Linked DNA regions of Mus musculus: region 1 is linked to region 2. Evidence: chromatin contacts called from public promoter capture Hi-C data. All regions are on one chromosome and are shown on one strand. The core of a region is the stretch at or near the end of the contact, and the rest is flanking DNA. Distances in the headings are between cores, read along the strand shown.

Region 1 (5,968 bases), core at 8-2,507, 670 kb before region 2:
TTTCTGTGCTTTTAGGAATTTATTCAAAGCTGTCACAAATAACAGCATCTAACACTGACTGAGAGGCCTCTGTTCTAAATAGCCTGTCTTCATTAACCCGTTTAATTTTCAGAACTCTCCAAAATATAGACTATTATCTCCATTTTCATAAGAGAAACTGGGGCCTGAGGCACTGTCGTGACATGCCTATAAGTAACAAGCTACATAGTAGGGCAAGCGAATTAAGCCAAGGCAACTGCAGCCCTTAGCTTGTCAAACTACAACATTCTGCTCTTTCTCCTAGTTTAAATACATGGAAATCTCAGGAGCCTGAGTGACTGAAATTGAAAAGGTATGGATTCTCCTGTGTCCAACTTGTGTACAATGAGCCGCAGTGAGCAACTGAGGATAGCTATGAATGCAGCCCAACACGGACTCGTAAACTTTGAGACTTTTTAACTGGAGGGTAGAGGCGGTAACTCAAGTATGAACTTGGTAGGTGGAGACCTCATGTTGCAATGTCAAAAGGCTGGACACACCTGGAACCACTATTTCCTGCCAGCCAGGTGAACAGGAAAAAAGGAAAGACAGAATTTCTGTTCTCAAGGAACTAGGGCAAAGCATCCCAAGTTATTACTATAAAACTAAATAAATAAATAAATAAATAAGGGAGTGTTCATTTCAACTTTTCCGCATGATTAAAGTGTTTACAAGAAACCCCTAGGTGTCATGAAAACTCAGCTGCTGCACTTGTGATCGTCAGAACGATTTGCAAAAATAACAGTGCGGTCCCAGAAGTGTAGACTCTGGAGACAGCTCAAGTCAAGCAAGCTCAGGCAGCAGTCTTTCCACACACCCACCTGCACCGTTACGCACTCCCCTCTCGCGTCCTGGACCCTGAGGGCGTCCCGCACGCGCATTTTGGCAGACGCGCGGGGCCTGGGGCAGGAAACGGAGGAACAGAGGCGCAGCGCGCCGAGCAGGCGCCGGGCCCCGAGCATGGCGAGACCGGACAGGGTTCCACGGGATGCCGGGCTACGTCCCGGCTCACAGTCCCCGAGAGCAGCCTTTTTCAGCCGCGCAGTCCTGCCGTCATGCGCTCCTGTCGCTCTTCCCTCCGCGCCCCGAGCAGTTCCCACGGGACCCCACCTCCGCGTCCCGCTCCCGAAAGCACAGAAGGTTCGACTACACGGAACACAGCGGTCAGTGTCACACCGTACATGGGACCGGAGTGCAGACCCAGACTTAAAGCACGTTGCAACTGAGCTACGTCACCCCGTGCTCGCTCTTCCGTCATCACGCTGGGTGGAGTCTGAGCATGCGTGATTGTGTCCGGGAGCTCGTGAGGCGCCGCACCGGTAGGGGCGGTGCAGGAGCTGAGGTGGGCGGGGCTAAGGCGCAAGGGCTGTCTCAGGTTTCTCAGAAATAGCTACTGTTGGGTCATCTCTAGGGAGACTGAGGAATACTTGTGGGCAGTATTGACAGATGCAGAAGGCAAGTGTCTGTGCAGAGTCTTAGGGGTGGAGAGGAGTTCTGAGCTCTGGGAAGTCAGTCTCCAGACGTAGTACCTGCTGAAGTCACTGTTGGGTGGTAGCCAAACAATTCGTTGCTTAAAAAGGAGCTTTGCCTGCCAGAATGGGCAAATCTTTTCTCTTACTTGCATTTGTTTGAAAAGAAAAAAATGGCCTTTGCATATATTCAGCTACATTTTAAGTTTACACAAAAATATTTTTTCGTAACTCAGTGAGACACATGATAATGCTTTTATCTAGTTAAACAAGAAAAGGTCAAAATAAGGACTAATTAAGTTGCCACGATGAGACACCATACATAGTCCTGTTCATCAAGGAGCTTATGATGAAAAGATGTTGGTTGGGGAACAGAGACAGAGAGGGAGAGATAGAGACACAGAGACAGACAAAGAGACAGTGAGACAGAAACCGAGAGAAACCATCACATTATACCCAGCAAGAGCACACATAGATATGTGTGTGGTAAGTGGAGTGGCGACCCAGAGAAAGAGATAATTAGGCTGAGTTTGAGGAAGGTTAGAATTTTTCCAGATGAGAATGTCAGAAATTTTCCTGTAAGAGGAGGACAGGAAAATCTGCTGGGAAGGAAAATGGCCTGAAAGAATTGTAAAACTCTTCTCTGGACAGACTTGAAAATATCTCCAATAAAAATACTTTGGGGCACTTCTGGAACCTTGAGAAAGGAAAAATCAAAAACTTGTAGCCTTCCAAATATGTAGAGATAGCTTATATCTTAAAGTATAAAAGTATATTCGATACCCCCCCCAAAAAAAAAAGTGAAACCAGCAACCAGCAAGCTCAATTTCTCTTCAGGTTAATTCTTCTGTCTCATCTTTCTTCCTCCTCTTTGCTCTGCTAAGTCTCAGGGAGACTATCTTCCTCTACTTAAGGCAAAGGGTTAATTAGGAAACTAAGCAGAGAACCATTGTTCAGTAACTCAAGGGAAAGGGACCCCAGTGGGTAAAATGGGAAATTAGCAGTGGGTAATCTAAAGTGTGTAGTGAAAGCTGATCACTGCCTGCAAGCTTTGTGCTCAGACCCAACTGCTCCCGTTTATCCTTTACTGTGTTAAATTCTATCTTCTGATTTGCTTTCAGTGTTTGGATCCACACGTCTGCCTTTAGATTCATCGCCTTCCCGATAGCAGCAGGAATGACATTTCTAACGTGAATGTTGTACCGTGCCAGCCATAATGATAGGTAGAGTGTCACAGAGTGGCTGTTCCCTGCCAAGAACTCCTCACGTCTTAACTCCATCATCACAGTCACTCTTGCTTAGAAGAAACTGAAGTTTAGAGTTTTTGCCGTATACCCCAAGTTACTTACAGTCTTGTTTCATCCATGTTCTTACTCATTTTGTTACCCTAGTGATTAAACACCCATGAATTGTTCCTCTTACAACATAAAGACTTGGCTACCAGACTTTCTCTGATTCACAAAGTTTCCTGAAGTGACTTGGAGTGAGAATCAGAAATGAAATGTCTATGGTGTTACTCTCTGCTATTTTTTTTATCTGTGCAGTGAATTCTGTCAGTGTTACCCCTAAACTCTGTGAAGGATTATTTTTTAAGTAAAAAAAAAATTTTTTTTACTTGTATAGGTGTTTTGCCTGCATGTGTATCTATCTATGTACCGAATATGTTCCTGGTATCCACAGAGACCAAAAGTGGATGTTGTATCTCCTGAAATTGGAGTCATAGACAGTTATGAGCTGCCATTTGAGTGCTTGGAATAGAACCCAGGTCCTCTTAAAGAGCATCCAGTGCTCTTAAAAACTGAGACATCTCTGTAGCCTCTCTGGGAAGATTTTTGACAGGGTTCTACACAACACACTTTAGCTAACTTAAACCAGAAACTTCTTACAATTCTTTCTTCTGTTCTAAGCTGACAACTACTTATGTTTATAATATATTCTCTTTCTTGAGAAGAATACCCCAGATTAAGAAGGCTCGGGTCTCATGAAACTAGATAAGACTTTGATTTTAAAAAGTATTCATACTGGATGCATTTAAAAGATTGTTTCAGTGTTGTAGCCTAAAGCATATTCATCTTGAACTTCACAAGGCCCTGGGAAATTGTTTTCTGAGTTGATGATCCAATTTATATGCCCTCTGGCAAGCTGTGGCAGTTCCCAGTTACCTTCGATGACAATTGTTAAACTTAGACTTTCCACTTTTTACCACAAGGGAAGCCTTGTGTATTAGTGTTTCAAAAGTTTATGTGTTGGTTCTCTTCTTCCTGTTCATCAAAATTCCATTTCAGCATAACTCCATCTTTTTTTCCTTCAGTAGCATAATGAACAAAGCCATGAACCTGGTGATCAGAAGTTCTTGCTTAAGTCTTGTCTGTATGACCCATGATGGAACTCTCAGGAAGTCACTTGAACTTTCAAATACGCACATAGAGGTGGAGATGAAGGAGGTGGGTATTAGTGTGGGGATAGTCTCACTGCTTGACTAAGCCTCATATGGGTGGACTCTTTGCTTTGTTTATGGTGCCCTATCTGAGGTGAACAGAGTAAGTGGAGACTTCTAGTTTCTTTGGAAAGTCGGTGATGTCAAATGATGTTTTGTTGGGTCACACAGGCGAAAGGATGCCTTGCTAAAGCAGACGTGTGAAAAAATGTTTTTCTGAAGCAGACACAAGTGACAGTATGTTTTACTATAACAAACACATGAAAGGATGCATGATGTTCAGAAGGAATATAAACATGACCCCACAGACAGTGGAAGCTTGAGCATTGGTTTGCTTTGCTCTGCCCCTCTGTTCTTCGCAAATGACATGCATGTATTGGTTCACCTTACATTGCAGTGCTGAGCTCTGCTTGTAGTGACAACATTGGAAGAAACTTGCCAAAGAATGTCTGGTGAGGTTCCTGCAGCTCTTGCTCCTTCTGCAGCCTCAAGCCAGTTGGAGAGCCTTGGGGTTTCTTCTGGATTGAACTGCTCTTGCTGGTCTGTGTGTAGTGTCTGCCCAGAGAACTGGACTGCAGCTGCTGATTCATATTTGGTGTTTGCTACTGGACTGAACTGCTGATATCTTGACAATGAAGACTGGACTCTCCGCCAAAGAACGATTTCTAAACAGGTCTACTTACCCCGTGTCCTAATAACTTTTCTCTTCCACTACCTCTGGTGGATGGTGGACTAAAGGAGAAGTTGAACTCTTATTAAAGTAGCTTGGAAAAAAATTATGCCTACAAGTAGATGTCCATATCACCTCAGAAATTGGAACATACTTGGGGTCAGTGTGAGTGCATTAATTATAAACCCAGAGTCACCAATAATGTGTCAGTGTTGCATGGAGGAAAGGAAGTTTGGGGGGCATTGTTGCTTGATGTACTTTAACAGAGATTTGAATTTCCTACTTCTCTCGCCCTGTGTCTTCTGTTGTTCCTGGCTATCTCTTGTAGGGGTCTGACTCTGTGCCTGCCTGAAAGCTGTCAAATCTGACTGTCTGTGTATGTCCCTAACAAAGGGGCTTTGCTCTGTATTCACTGGAAAAGAAAGTGTCACATGGAGAAGGAATGAAGGATACTTTACAAAATGTTTCAGTAGTGTTTTACAAGGGGTTAAGTCACTGACTCCAGCTGACCCAGATAACAAACAATATTACAAACATCATTGTTTATGAAGCAATATTCTTTATGTTATGTTCAACATTGATAATGGGTACTCATTTTATGAGTCCAATTTCATCTTGTTTGCTGTTTCAGTAAATGATTTTTATGACATTACTCAAGGGTAAGGGTCATGGAAGAGCACATAGTTTAAAATTACAGATATGTATTAACTTAGGCTATAAAGCTGATTAGATGGGAAATAAAGGCAAGTAAGGTTGCTTATTATTCTCTTAAAGGCATGTTAAATAAACAGGCTGAGTACACAGTAGGATAGCAGTCTTAAGTGACCTCAAAGTGTTCTATTAACTATGGCTGTGGGACTGTGATAGGCAGCCTATTTTGGTTGAATGAGGCTTGCTCCAATGACCCAGTAGAAAACTCTACAAGGGATGGAAAAGCAAGCCACGTTCCCAAAGTCTGACACCACAGAGCCCCCAACTCCATGATTCTGTGACTATAAGTCATGCAGACACTGTCCCAAGCTTCTGGCATTCTGGCTAGACTCCACCCCACAGTTACCTGATAATAACCAGGTATGCTCCTCCCCACAGTTACCTGGCAACAAGGTAGCCCAGCCCACTATAAAAGGAGCTGCTTGGCCCCTCCTTGCTCTCTTTAAGCCCTTACCTGACCCATCCAGCAGGTCCAGTTATTCAAGGGTCTCAAGGGGACCTTCTTCTAAGAACCAAATTGGGGGATGGTGGGGTGAAGTACGGACACCAAGTGCGAGGAACGACAGGTAAACAGTCTGAATAGCATCAAGGTGTCAGTGTATTCAGCAAGGCTCAAGGCTTAAATGTACAAGCAAAAGGGGAAGTACTTCTCAGCAGGAGGGA
Region 2 (6,051 bases), core at 740-3,239:
CTGATTGAAGCAGCAAATTCTTGGAGTGACCCTTATTTTATCCAAGTGACATCACTGAGGAGCTATTTTTCAAATGCTATCCATGAAGAAGGAGGAAGAGTATTCTTAGATCTGGACACAGAAACCACTTGTTAAACACATGCAAGCTTTGTTAATGCTGTGTGTCAGAGCCTGCCATTGCTGGGCACAGACATATAACAGTGGAGGGAACAGCACTGGTCCCTAGGGTCCCAGGCTACATGTGCTTTCTCAAGCACATCAGATCACTGTCACCCTTCCTTACATCTCAGTATACTCCACAAGCTTCATGGTTCTGTCTGGAAGGCAAGACATGAGACAGAGAGCTTGAGATTCCTCTCATCATCATCTTTTCTCCTGCTCCCTTCATAGTCTTATCACTTCTTTCTTGTTTAAGTCTGATATCTCCACCCCACCCCCAGTTATCTCTGTAAGGAGCAATTTCAGATTTCACATAGATTTAACTAAAATTCTCATAGGTATAGAAAAGTATAGTAAAATCAAAGTAAGGCCAATTTGCTAGTAGGCAATGTATTGTCATACGCTATTAATAGCAATGGTTCTTACACTAATACCTGTTACACCATTATGTTTCATTCAATAGCAACCCCTTGAAATATTATAATCACATAGTGTTGGGGTTATAATGGGCCCCAAAACCATACATCAGAACATGCCAGGGAGGCAACTTAACCCTACTTCAGTCTCACATACATGCACAATTCTAGCTACAATGTTCTCATAGTTAGCCTATGCCTTCACTCAAAAACCACTTGGAATTTGTCATCTTATAATTCTCCTTTCCCAAGAGAATTGAATAGAGATACTCAAAGTTATTCACTAGCACCATTTTTGATGCAATAGGCACACTTTAAAAAAAAACTGTAGATGTTTTTAAAAGGAAAACAAAAACCTTTGGGAGACATATTTCAAAAGCCTCCCAAAGAGGGTTTTTTTCCCCAATAATCCACGATCCTCTGACTGTAGGACAAATATGGGATGGATTGCAACTCTCACTTTGGAGAAAATTACATGGAATTAGCAACACAGGAATAACAGATTGTTTTTCAATTTTTGCCACTAAAAATGGCAGGCCCAAGGGGTTTTGAGCTAGGATGTTAAGCACCAACATTTGTCCCATCAACATGAAGGAAGGACGATTCTGATGGATAACTTTCCTTCCAAAGAACTGAGACAGAGTGCTTCATCATCTTAAAAATGTAGCTTGTCAACTTTTTCTCCATCTGAGGCTTGTCATATTCTGGTAGGAGATAGCCTCAGTGCTCCCAGAAGCCACCAAATCATGAGTTCTAAAAACATAAGATATTAAAGTAAATAAGATCCAAGTATTTAGAAATTATGCCCAAGACAGAAATCAAATACCCAGGAAGGCTGGGCCCTGCAGCCTTCTGAGAAGGATTCTCTAAGCTTCCCCCATGCCAGAGACCCAGGACCCCAGGATGGAATGTGAGTTATGGGTGCTGTATTTTGAAGCTTATACTCTGATGGGAAACAGGCAGTAGCAATGGATAACTGAGCAGATTAGTAATCTACTGCAATAGCCAAAAGTACAGGCCAATAGAAGGTACCTAGAGCATGGGAACAAGGAAGCTGTTCCAGAGCATCTTGGAAGACCTGGGAAGACAGAGGCGATGGAGGAGCATGGTGTGTGGAGCTCAGAAGAATGACTAGAGAGAGAGAGAGAGAGAGAGAGAGAGAGAGAGAGAGAGAGAGAAATAGACAGACAGACAGACCCGGGGAGGGGACAAGCCTGGGGGGTAGGTAGCAGAGCTAATTTGTGAGGTCTGTAAGTGTATTAAGTATTAAGGACTTGGAGCTTTTTTGCTGAGATCAACAGGAAGCAGCTAAGTCACTGAACGTAGAGTAGCAGGTTGTGTGTGACATCGTATACATGCTTAGAGACCAATTTGTGTGTCCCAATTTGCAGCCCCACACACAGAGGCCTTATGTCAGGAGGCACAGATTGGCTACTGTGAGAACATCAGAGAAATTGGCAAACACTACACAGACCACTCTTCTTTTCCTTTCGGAAAGCTGGCTGTTAAATTTCTGCCAGCATGGCAGCAACTAGAAAGGTCAATAAAATAAATTAGAACAGTGTGGGACCTGAATCCAGGCAGGGGATGGTAACAGAACAGCTCTCCGAGGAGGTGAACAAAAAAGAGGTAAGGGGGTGCTTTTATGACATTTGTGACTACAAAGGGAGATTATGACTCATATGTGCTGAGACTATTTCCTGGACTCCTTCCCATGACCAGGCTGAAGATACATAAAGATATTCTACATGTCCTCAAGGAGAGAAAAGCCATGTAAAATGACTCTAGGTCATGGTACCCTGGTAGGATAGGCCAACTTTCGGGGCACACTAAATTCTGTAGCATGCATTCAATCAGGGCTAGTAACACCAACTAAGAACATGCTTGCTGAGAGACGTGCCCAAAGGATAGGTGTTATCAGTCCTGTTTTATAGATGGTTAAATTTAACTTTAGACAGATTGAGTAACCAGTTCCAAATTCCCACTGGCATTAGGGGATATGTGGGAAAAGGTTTCACCTCCCAGAATTAGTGGCCTCGATATCAGCCTGGAGAGCTGGATTGTGAGAAATGGGGTTGGGGTGCCCACACAAGAGCAGAGAACCCAGCAGGAGCAAAGAAAGGAAGTAAGGAGGCACAGGACTCCCAGCCCACAGCTTACGGTCTCTGTCACAACGCAGTGTTACCACTTCAGCCCCCAAATAGCCACCGACAACATGGAAACAAACGTGTGTGGCTGTCTTCCAAAAGACATTTATTTATGGACACTAAAATTTGAATTTCACACAGCTTTCACCGGCCACAAAATATTCTTCTTGTGATTTTATTTCCTCATAACATTTGAAACATAGGAGCTATCCTTAGTACATGCATGGGTCATATAAAAATAGATGTGGGGCTGGCCTGGATTTGGTCACTAGACTGAAGTTTGCTGAGCTCAGACTCTACCAAGACAGGTTGTCTGAGAGAAATTTTATGAGAGCCATACCCATCATTTAAAATTTCTGACAGTCCCATTTGGAAATCACATGGTAAGATTGGGAAGCCAAGGGGGATCTGTGTGTGTACATATAAAGGCATCCCTGTGCATGCAGGGATGTGTTCTCTTCCCTTCTTACCTCCACATGAACATGGAGGATGTTCTAGTCAAGGGCTACCTGAATCCTTCCCTATGAAACAGCCATGAAGAGGGTACTAACACAGCATGGCGCATGGCTCTGGTGCCTGATCATTTTCATTCTCACCCCATCCCTATCCTGCCTCCTCACTCACCCTCTCCAGAAAAGTCTAAGAAAATAGTTCCTTAGAACTTCTATTTTTTTCTACCAGGAGATAGCACATGGCAAGCCTTGCCTGGTACACATCTGTTATTGATTAGGTACCATGGAAGAACTGCTATTATTTTCTACAGGTACTTGTGAATACATACATTTGTATACTCATCTATGTTCAATGAATGTGTGTGTATAATAAACATATTGTATACATATATATATATATATGTATATATATATATGTGTGTGTGTGTGAACATACATATTTTGTTATTATTTTATTGGCTATATGGATTGGGGATTTGGAAAACCTCATTGGTCTTAATCCAATTAATCCAATATATCAATGTCCGGCTGAAACCATCTACAATGGAGCAATTTATCATCATTTTGATTCAAATATGTGGAATAATGAGAGAAAGGAAACAAATGTGAAATTCCAATGTCCTGGTATTGGGGGGGGGGGCGGCAGGTGCTTCTTTCTTAAAGCAGCAAAAAAAAAAAAAAAAAAAAAAGACAATTTGGATAGGTCTTGATCTTCCCTTTGGGGGCCATATTTTGTTTCTCAGGATCAAGAGTCTAAACCCTCATTGTGTGGAATTAACAGCAATAAAAATTGATGTCTATCTGGCTGTAACTAGATCTGACTAAGGCAAGTGGAGGCTGCTGTGGTTTTACTTAAGGGGTAGAAGCCAAGTCCTGCCATTTCTGGCTCTCTGTGGCTCCTTAGGGAGGGAGCAAGAAGGAACAAGTTCACAGTGAACCCCAAAACTCAAGAGTCCTCTGAGGCAGGCCTAGCCAGCCTCACCTCAGGCCCCCAGCAAGAGCTGCTAAGGGCAGCTGTGCAGCTTTTGTTGAGCCACTGTTTGTTCAACGGATCAGGCCTGCAGGAATAGTTCTTTAAATTTAATGAGATGAGCCAGCAAAGGAAATCATCTAGCTTAAAAGTAGCCCAGAGCCCCAATTAGTGGTATGATTTTGGGTAAATCACTTGACCTCCTGAGCGTCAGTTTCCACATGCCTGGACGGGAGACAGTGAGCAGTCAATACAGGAAAAGCTGAAGCAACAAGTACAGGCAGCCAGCACTCGGGTGACCCCAAGACCACTGTACCTAGCACTGTCCCCTCCCAGAAGCAGGCGCAGGGCGCAGTGTGGCGATCATGTGTATTTGCAGCCCTTCGGATCTTCTTTCCCACTTTCATCCTAGGAGTCAGAGTGCAAGCCTTGCTCAGACTGGACGTCTTTCGTCAATCCTTCCGTTCTCTAGCAACACAGGCTTTCTTAGGAAAAACACTTAGGCTAACCGCCCCTGTACGGTGAGGAGGCAGTCAGTGAGCACAGTCCCTACAAAGAACTGAGAGCAGAGATTGATTGCCACAGAAATGTCAGCTTTACCGTCACTGTCAGCATCCACACCACCATGTTGTCATTGTGTTGGGCAAGCTGATTAACCTTAATTTCCAACCTAAAAAATAGGAGTAACAACACCTGTCTTGTGGAGATATGTGGAGTTCAAAAGTCAAGAGTGATAGGAATCTGCAACCCAGTGAACAACAGACAAATATTAGCCTCCCCTTCCTTTGCCTTCCCAATTCCAGTAAGAAGACAGCTCTATGGACAGGCTATTTCTGGTCATGTAAGTCTATTCTCGTTTTCTTTTCTTTCCTTATAAAATCTCTTCCCCACCCTCTCTGCTTGTAACTGTCTCTAGTCTCTAGACAACAAAAGAGCAGGCTACATCCTAGCAGGGGATGAAACCTTTTTTTTTTTCTTTAAGGAAGAGCCAAGACTCACTAGCAAGGCCACCACCAAATTACCAACCCGAATCACAGGGCTCTGAAAGCCGCTTCAGAACCCGTGCAAGGGTTTGCGGCACTTAACTGGCTGAAGCCTCTTCAATTGCAGCCTGTCACCCCCTGAGTTAAGTAGCGGGTGAAATCAGCATGTATAATTCTCATCTAGCAAGGTTCAGAGAGGAGCATTGCGGTTCAGCATGATTCACGTCTCTTACGCTCAGGGCCTCTCGCCCCCCCCCCTTTTTCATTTTCCTTTTCCAAGGACCAGTGATAGGGTTCAAAGAAGCTGAGGAGGCCAGAGGTGAGCGCTTCAGTAGAGCATGTGCTTGGCTTTAAGTGAAACTCTTAGACAATTGATGGGCAGGGAAAAAGATATTTTCCTCATGCTCTCCTGCCAGATTTAGCAATTTACTATCAGGATCCCTGGGCCAGGAGGGAAGAGAACTGGTGCGTAGAAACAGAGAGCTTCAGAAACCCAAACTCACAGTCCTTCCTTCCTTCCTCTCTCCCTCCCTCCCTTCCTCCCTCCCTCCCTCCCTCCCTTCTTTCTTTCTTTCCATTCCATCCTTCTGTATATCCAATAACCTCTCCCATTTTACCAGGTTAACTTGGATTTATCTGTGGACCTGTGCCAATTTCCTTCTAGTACCTTTGAATAGTAGATCAAAAAACTCCCCTACGATGTACAACACTAGCCACCATAAAAAAAACAAAAAAACAAAAACACGCTCTGCTTGTTTGTGTGATTACTAATCCATATCTGGTAGAGCTCAGCCTGCACCCTGGGTTGCCTACCTCCAAGACTTGAGTCTTTCTCCAGGAAGCAGTTAAAACTGACCCCGGGTCTCCAACTCATAAGCTGCTCTGGACTTCCTTACCTGCTCTCTCTCTCTCTCTCTCTCTCTC

Evidence for each region. Promoter capture Hi-C pulls out the DNA fragments that hold promoters and counts their contacts.
Region 1: a contact with region 2 is called in a promoter capture Hi-C map of hippocampal neurons, with 2.4 times the contacts expected there. The contact joins the promoter of Nars2 here to the enhancer-like site in region 2. A contact is called at or near these places in 7 of 39 promoter capture datasets (3T3-L1-derived adipocytes, cranial neural crest, embryonic stem cells and 4 more).

The regions. Positions count from the first base shown.
Region 1 is chr7:96,946,816-96,952,783 of GRCm38.p6, reverse strand. It overlaps Nars2 (asparaginyl-tRNA synthetase 2 (mitochondrial)(putative)), which reads right to left and starts at 1,257. Exons shown (of 14, transcript NM_153591.4): 1 at 840-1,257. The coding sequence starts at 980.
Region 2 is chr7:96,276,984-96,283,034 of GRCm38.p6, reverse strand. All of the region lies in intron 1 of Tenm4 (teneurin transmembrane protein 4), which reads right to left. Among named protein-coding and RNA genes, the nearest start is that of Mir6394, 26 kb to the left of the region's middle. Within about 2 kb of position 1,989, at least 4 of the 459 cell types and tissues checked have an H3K27ac peak or open chromatin away from gene starts, as enhancers often do. A contact at or near this core is called in hippocampal neurons, where this site is marked.